Linked DNA regions of Capsicum annuum: region 1 is linked to region 2. The links are chromatin contacts, called in public Hi-C maps. All regions are on one chromosome and are shown on one strand. The core of a region is the stretch at or near the end of the contact, and the rest is flanking DNA. Distances in the headings are between cores, read along the strand shown. Region 1 holds the start of LOC107857618 (helicase-like transcription factor CHR28). Region 2 has its middle 34 kb from the start of LOC107857617.

The links. Hi-C and Micro-C count contacts between places; a contact is called where the count stands out from the background.
Region 1: a Hi-C map of leaf shows a contact between it and region 2, with 2.8 times the contacts expected there. The contact joins the promoter of LOC107857618 here to the enhancer-like site in region 2. A contact is called at or near these places in 2 of 5 Hi-C or Micro-C datasets (leaf and placenta).

Annotation. Positions count from the first base shown.
Region 1 is chr2:21,879,630-21,883,226 of UCD10Xv1.1, reverse strand. LOC107857618 (helicase-like transcription factor CHR28) reads right to left here and starts at 1,927. Exons shown (of 13, transcript XM_016702461.2): 1 at 1,729-1,927; 2 at 1,196-1,315; 3 at 980-1,115; 4 at 713-886; 5 at 301-626. The coding sequence starts at 1,297.
Region 2 is chr2:21,755,693-21,759,489 of UCD10Xv1.1, reverse strand. No RefSeq gene overlaps it. Among protein-coding and RNA genes, the nearest start is that of LOC107857617, 34 kb to the left of the region's middle. Within about 2 kb of position 1,384, at least 4 of the 5 cell types and tissues checked have an H3K27ac peak or open chromatin away from gene starts, as enhancers often do. A contact at or near this core is called in leaf, where this site is marked.

The DNA of each region.
Region 1 (3,597 bases), core at 678-3,177, 120 kb before region 2:
TACAGGGGAACAAACCCCACATCAGAACTAATCATACCTCCAGTAGATCCATAACCATTTGTGTTCTAGACTAGCTTGGACTTGTTCAACTGTATAGTTTCAAGCATATTTATTCAAAAATAGACAAGGGATATCAACTGACAGCAGTGAAATCAATTTTGCTATATATTATGGGGATGAGGGAATAGTGAAGACCTCCTGATTTGGTCGAGATAAAAAGTAGGTCCAATGCATGAAGTTCCTGAATTGTGCAATCCGATACAGCATTTACAGATCACAAGAAAGGGCACAAACAAGTACCTGCAGAGCAGCTTGAAAGATAAGTCTCTCATCAGCTGCTGCAGCTCTCTCTTCAGCTGTCCCAGGGTAATGTAAGGGATCATTTACACTGGTATGTTGAACACCTGAAGTGGGCTTCCTATGCATCAAAGACGGAGGTAATACTCTGCTTCCTTTGTTTTCATAGAGAACTAACTCATTATGGTTGCCCCGGCTTGAACTTGCCCACCCTGATTGGTATGATCTTTCATGAAATTGACGAGTCTGACTGCCAGGTACATCCAAAAGCTGAAGGGATGTTGGAAGCATCCGCTTTAGAGCTTGTTGCGGAAAATGATTCCTATTATCTGCATCAGAAAAGAAGGTTTTCTTTTCAATAAAGAGTACTATGTGAGGTATTCCGCCTATAATACTTGTCACAGACCATTATTACCATTTCCAGAAGAGTACTCAAAATTCACATCTCTAACTGCTCGCGAACTTGATGGTCCATTGTCGTCAGTAATAGTTGGAGGATTCATATATCTATTGCTATGATAGTTAGAGGAACCTCCATTGAGATAACTTGGTCTTGTTGGTGACGGAAACTTTTGGGATGGAAGGCTATCTGACATTGTTCGATGGTCTAAGTTATAGACAAACAGACAAACTCACCATAATAACTTTGAGCCAGGAAGAGAAAAAAAATTAATATTTTAACCTGTTGCCCATGATGGAAGGATTCGAGAAGTAGCAGAATCCCTGAGAGGTGACTCTGTGTAGTTGTCTATTTCACGCAAGTCCGAATCATCTGAAGAGATATCAATTGCATCCATTGGAGAGAAAATTGAACGAACCTGTACTCAAGAAACACTATATGGCAATGTCATAAAACAGGCATCTTAAATAATTCAGAAACGGTAAACTATTCTCTTACCAGATGGGAGCAATGTCTTAAAACCAAGTTAACAAGAAGTTTGTGGAAGAAGCTACAGGCAAACTCTAGAAAATCGCCAACAGGATCCACATGGTCACGCATCAAACAATCCTACTGTCACTGTCAAAAAAAGGAATTGAATAACATAAACTGAAACACAATGAGAGAAAAAGCGGTTCCAATAGAAAACAGAAGCCATGCATGGAGAGAGTAGACATAAACGAAAAAAATATATAATAATAATAATAATATGATCACTAAATCAAGATAGTAGCGCTAGGCTAGCCGGGTTTCTCACATTCAACAAATTCAAGAAACGAGAAAAAGAAAAATTCTTACAAAAGATTAAATAGAAAGAGAGAAATAACTCAAATTCACAGCAAAAAACATAGAACATTCCACTCAATTGGTACTAATCTGAACCACAATTAGTTTATCAACTAAACTTACATCGGAAGATAACATTTTGAAATACCCATTAGGGAAAAAAGCAATTTTTAAGCCCGTACACAGAGAGAGATTCAAAAACAAACCTAACCGATGACACAGAAGAGTAGCTAATTTTCGGTTCTGAAAAGCCAAGTGATAAGAAGCCCTAATGGAGTGAGTCAGTCAGTCAGTCGATCAGAGGCGGAGAAAAACAATCCACGCTTTTGTTTGGGTTAGTAACACTCCCTAGTATTTTGGCTTCCCTGAACATGTACGCCGTTGCCCCACTCACTCCTCCTTTTTTAAGATTGTGTTTGTACCTTGCTTTTTAAATTTTTTTAAAATAATTCAGTTAAATTCTTTCTACTATATTCTTGTTCATATTAACAAGATTATTGGGGAGTGTTTGAATGAAATTATTTTAAGTGGCTTAAAAGTCATAAGTTAAAAGTAGGTAATAATTTACTTTTGATTTTGACTTTTTTTGGTATTTTTCAAGCTAAAGTAGAGTGTTTTTAAGTACTTTTTATTTTTATCAAACACTTTTAAAATAAAAAAATATTTAAAAGTCAAAGCACTCAAAAATAAGTTAATTCAAATACCCTCTTAATTAAAAAGAGACCAGGGTTATACCCAATCTAAACTTAATTAGAGGTATAGTAGTAAAAGTATTTTAAATTTCATAAGAATAAAGAATTTATTACGGGGTGTGTCCAACTTAAATCGAGCACCTAAAAAGAAATGTGAGAGTATAAAATTATACACCAATTAATACAAATATTTTAGCAAAATAGCATTAGTTATTGTTTCTAGAATCCGATCGTATTTCGAACTCCTACGGCTGAGGGATTTTTCAATGATCCAAAGTTTCTTGTCAATGATGTCAGTCCCCGACTACATAGGCTAGTGAAAACACTCCTAATGCCTTTGGTCTATAGGAAGACTGCATACAACATGGCTGACAATCCGACTCCTGGTTCGAAATCGAACCCCTGCTCCCGACCATAATATATTACTCAGAGTCTGACACTCTCAATCGAGGCTCGACCCCGACTCATGATTCTGACACCCAACCCCGGTAGATTTATGTAAATAAATTTTATTAGGTAAAATTAAAGGCAAATAATCAATTACGATCCTATAATAAATATTGTAATATTTAACATTTTTTTAGTAAGAATTTCTCTAGAACTTCTACATATTAATCACACCAAATTTCAATTCATGTATATTATATTTGCAAATTCTTACCACAATATTTATCTCCTCATATTTTCGATTAAGTTATTTGTTTATAAAATATTTTTGTAACTTAAATTCTATATTACTTTCATGATTTTTAGTCTCAAACACAATTGCCTTTTCCTATATCCCTAAAATATCTAATTATAAAATAACACTAAGGGATAAAAAAATTTATTTGATTTTACTTAATATTTCTAAATCAATTAGAAGATCACCTTATATAAAAAGAAGCCTTATGATTATATTTAAGTAAAATTTTGATTAAACTTCTTCTAGCACTCGCTACTTCTTCGGAGGTAGCCGTATGGCCTGCGTACATTTCACCCTCCCCAGACCTCACTGTGTGGGAATATACTGGGTTATTGTTGTTGTTGTTGTTTATCACCAAAATATGTTCCTTCTGTTTCTTTTCTTTTCTTTTTTTTTCTTCTTTTCTTTTCTTTTCTTTTGTGTGTCTTCTTGCATTCATTATCGCCATCCTTATGGATATACATAATCAATAAGTGATAATGAATTCTCCCTTTTAACTATTTCTCGTGTTTCTCTTTTAGTTAAAATTTTCTAACAAAAAATTTGGACGAAACAAAAGCACAAACAAAAAAGCTAAGGTTTTATCTCACCTGAAAAATCAAAGGTTTATATTACAGGAATGGTGGTTCGCTTTTTGGTTGCAACAAGTTTTACTCCTTTCAAAGGTGTTCGATAGTTTTTATGCAATATTTTAAGAC
Region 2 (3,797 bases), core at 135-2,634:
AATACATATATAGATACACATGAATAGGAGCCTTGGAGTAATTGATAAAGTTGTTGTCATGTGACTAGGAGGTCACGGGTTCAAACTTTGGAAACAACCTCTGACAGAAATGTAAGGTAAGGCTGCATACAATACACCCTTGTGGTGAGGCCCTTTCCTGAACACCGCTCGTAGCGATAACTTTAGTGCACCAAACTGTTTTTTTTTTTTTTTTTTTTTACATATATAGATACATATCAAAAACTTCTTATGTACTTTTTTCATAATTCTTTTTAATGATGCATATGTTCTTTTGTCATTTAATGATTTATCACCTTCATTTAATTTAGATTTTTTTCAATTGATACATATGATATTTATTTAATCTCGTGATACATTTTCTACGTGCACCATTGATACATTTTATCTCATGAGAAACGACATGTGTAACACTGATATAATAGTACAAAAATATGCATTGATGTTGTTAATCAGTTACCAAAATATATATATTACCAATATGATACATTTGTTGTTGGAATACTGGTGAAACATATAACAAATACTTTGTGATAGTGATTCATATTTTTTATTTATTTATAAATGTCTGATACATTTAACATATATTTGACATATGTAAACTATTTATTTTTGTGTGAGATTGAATTTTTAATAAGTATTGAGTAATTTTACCAAATGTATCATCATGATACATCTGCAACCAGATATATTTATACCACAATTTGCGCCTAATTTTACTCCCTATAATAATTGAAAATTAGTTACTTCTTTATTTAACTAACCACTCAATCACAACTGTATCACAATGCATATGTACCAAGGCTAAAGATATGTATCACAAATATCAAAATTTGGGATATCGTGTAATTAAACAAAGTTATGAAAGAAAGTGTTCGAAACCATTAAAAATTCGAAATTATTTAAGTTACCCTTTTAATCTTTCTTATCATAAATTAATATTTTCTTTCTAGCTATTTGATTTTAAAATTTTAATTTTTCAAATTACGCAAATCTTTTATACATAATCAAGTCATATTCCTAAACACATTACCCATATTTGTACTTGCAAAAAGGAATGTGATTTTATCACAATTTTAGTCTGTTAAACTTGATAAATGTGTTATATTTTATATTCAGTTTTAAAAAACGAATTAAAGACTCAAGGACATTGATAGAAATAATGATATCGATCTTCAATTTCAAATAGAAGATGATATAATCAAAGAATTTCTCTCTCTAAAATGAAGTCTCCTCTTAGCTACTAGGGATGATATGGCGAGGAAATTGAAACCTAGAGGAAGGAGTAATGACAGCAATGGAGGCAGAGGGCGGCAATTGGTGGCTAGGATGATCAGGAGAGGCCCACAAACGGGCGATGTACCCGAAGTCTCAGTGTGATTCAGGGGGTTTTACCACTAGACTAAGATTTAAAGCAAGGACAAGCAATTTCGCCTTCGACAAATGCATCATCATTGAGGATTTGGAAACCAGGCTCAATTCCTGAACTAAGCAAGTTGAATAGGAGGAAGTGGTTAGCTTAGAAGAGATTGTGCACTCTGAAATTAGGGGAAAATTGTGGTGTGTTATGGTGGGGAGAACTATACCGATAGAGGGTTTTGATTTGACAAGCGAGGCAAACTTGGGGCTCAATGTCAAAATCACACTTGATTATGTAAAGGAAGAGCTTGAACATAATGCTTTGTTCTGGGTTCTAATCCACCACTTGCAGTGTTTGAGGTTTTTTCAAATGAATTTAGGGATCCCTGGATGTGGATAAAGTTGTTCAGCTGAACAAAGGAGTGTTTATGGTTTGATTTTATAGTGTGGATAGTCGTACTCAGGTAGTGGAGAAAGGTATGCAAATATTTGATCGGAAGTTGGTAGTAGTGAAACCATGGCAATCGAACATGAAGCTTAGCAGAGTTATGGTTGAACAGGTGCCAAATTGGATCAAGCTCATATGGCTGGATTAGAAGTATTGGGGTTGCAATGTTTTGACTAAGTTGGGCTTGTGGAGAATTCTGTGAAGGCAGATACAGCTACTACATCAAAAGAGAAATTGATGTATGCAAGGGTTATGGTTGAAGTGCCCTTGAATCAGCTTTATCCTGATATGATTATGTTTGAGAATGAGTTAGGGAAGGTCGTCGAGCAAGAGGTAGAGTATGAATGGAAGAAAACTCTTTGTGAGCATTGTAAGAACTTTGGTCATACCAAGAAAACTTGCAGGGGTCTGTTAAGGGAGGTAAATGAGAAAGGGGCACAACGATAGGGAAAGTCTGTATCCACTCCACACAAAGCAGCAGGAAATAACATGATCCAGGGCAAGCAACAGAGCCCCAAGAAGGCTGGGGTGCAACTGAAGGATAAATCCATACAACTCACAATTCCTTTGCCTTATTTAAGGAAGAAGACAGATTAGATGAGGGCAAGCAAAGGCAACAGGGCACTGGTCCTGATGCAGAAATGCTACCACCTGAGCCTAGTAATAGGGGAGGGGGGGAGAAGAACAGCAGCAGGGTCATGACAATGAGAGTCCTAATATAAAAAGAGTGGGTCTAAGCACAGGGAGGGGTGGAACTACCCCCCCCCCCCCCCCCCCCCCCCGCTGGATAGACTTGGTTTTCGGAACATCGGGGTACTAAATAAGCTAAATAAATAGAAAGAAATGAATATATTTCTCACCAACAGCAAAGTTGGCTTATTTGGGTTCCTGGAGACAAAGATTAAGAGGTTGAATGCCACTATAGCTGCTCTTAGGGTGTGTTTGGTATGATGGAAAATATTTTGCATCGAAAATAAGTTGGTATTTTATTTATTTTCTTATGTTTGGTTGCTGAGTGGAAAATATTTTATGGTGTTTGGTTGGTGAATTGAAAATATATTTTTTTTCTACCTAAATTTTAACTTTACATGAGCGTGTGGCCCTCTAATTAGAAATATAATGTATTTTCTAAAACATAATATTTAACTACACATTTTAATCATTCGGTCAGTTTGTATGAGACGTGATATCAATAATTATATATTCATCTGACCAAATTTAGAAAACAATGTAATTTGTTAGTACGTATTCATAAAATAAATTTAAAATTACGTATTTTTTTATTTATTTATTAAAAAGTAACTTCTTAATACAATTTATGAAAGAAAAAGTCAAAAAGAGTGAGCAAGGGGTACTTGATTTGACAAAACGAAGCAATAACTTTTTAAAAAAAAAAATTGGTAAGAAACGTAATAAAAGTTATAATTTATAAATTGTAATAAAAAGTTTTAATTTATAAAAGTTAAAAAAGTTATAAAGTTTTGAAACAACCTCTCTACTTCTCCTAAGGTAGTGGTATAATCTGCGTACACTCTACCCTCACTAGACCCCACTAGGTGGGAATACACTGGGTATGTTGTTTTTGTAAAAAAGTTATAAAGTTTTAATTTATAATTTTTTTAAAAAAAACTCAGTGTACTATCACAACACTGCTTTATATCAAATCATGTAAACGTAATAAATCATTACGTTTTACAAAAAAAATTGTAAAACGTAATAAATTATTACGTTTTATAAAAAAGTTTTGTAAAACGTAATAAATTATTACGTTTTACTAAAACCTTTTTACTGTACACATCCGCTATCAAACCGTTAAAAAAAGGTATAAAACGTAATAAATTATTATGTCTAACCTATTTTGGTAACTTATTAAATAGATTTCTATTTTGGTCACTTTATTCAAATTTTGGTTCTAAGTTCCCATAAGTCACATCTCAATATTTTTTAGAAAATGACTTCCCCTAGCCCATGA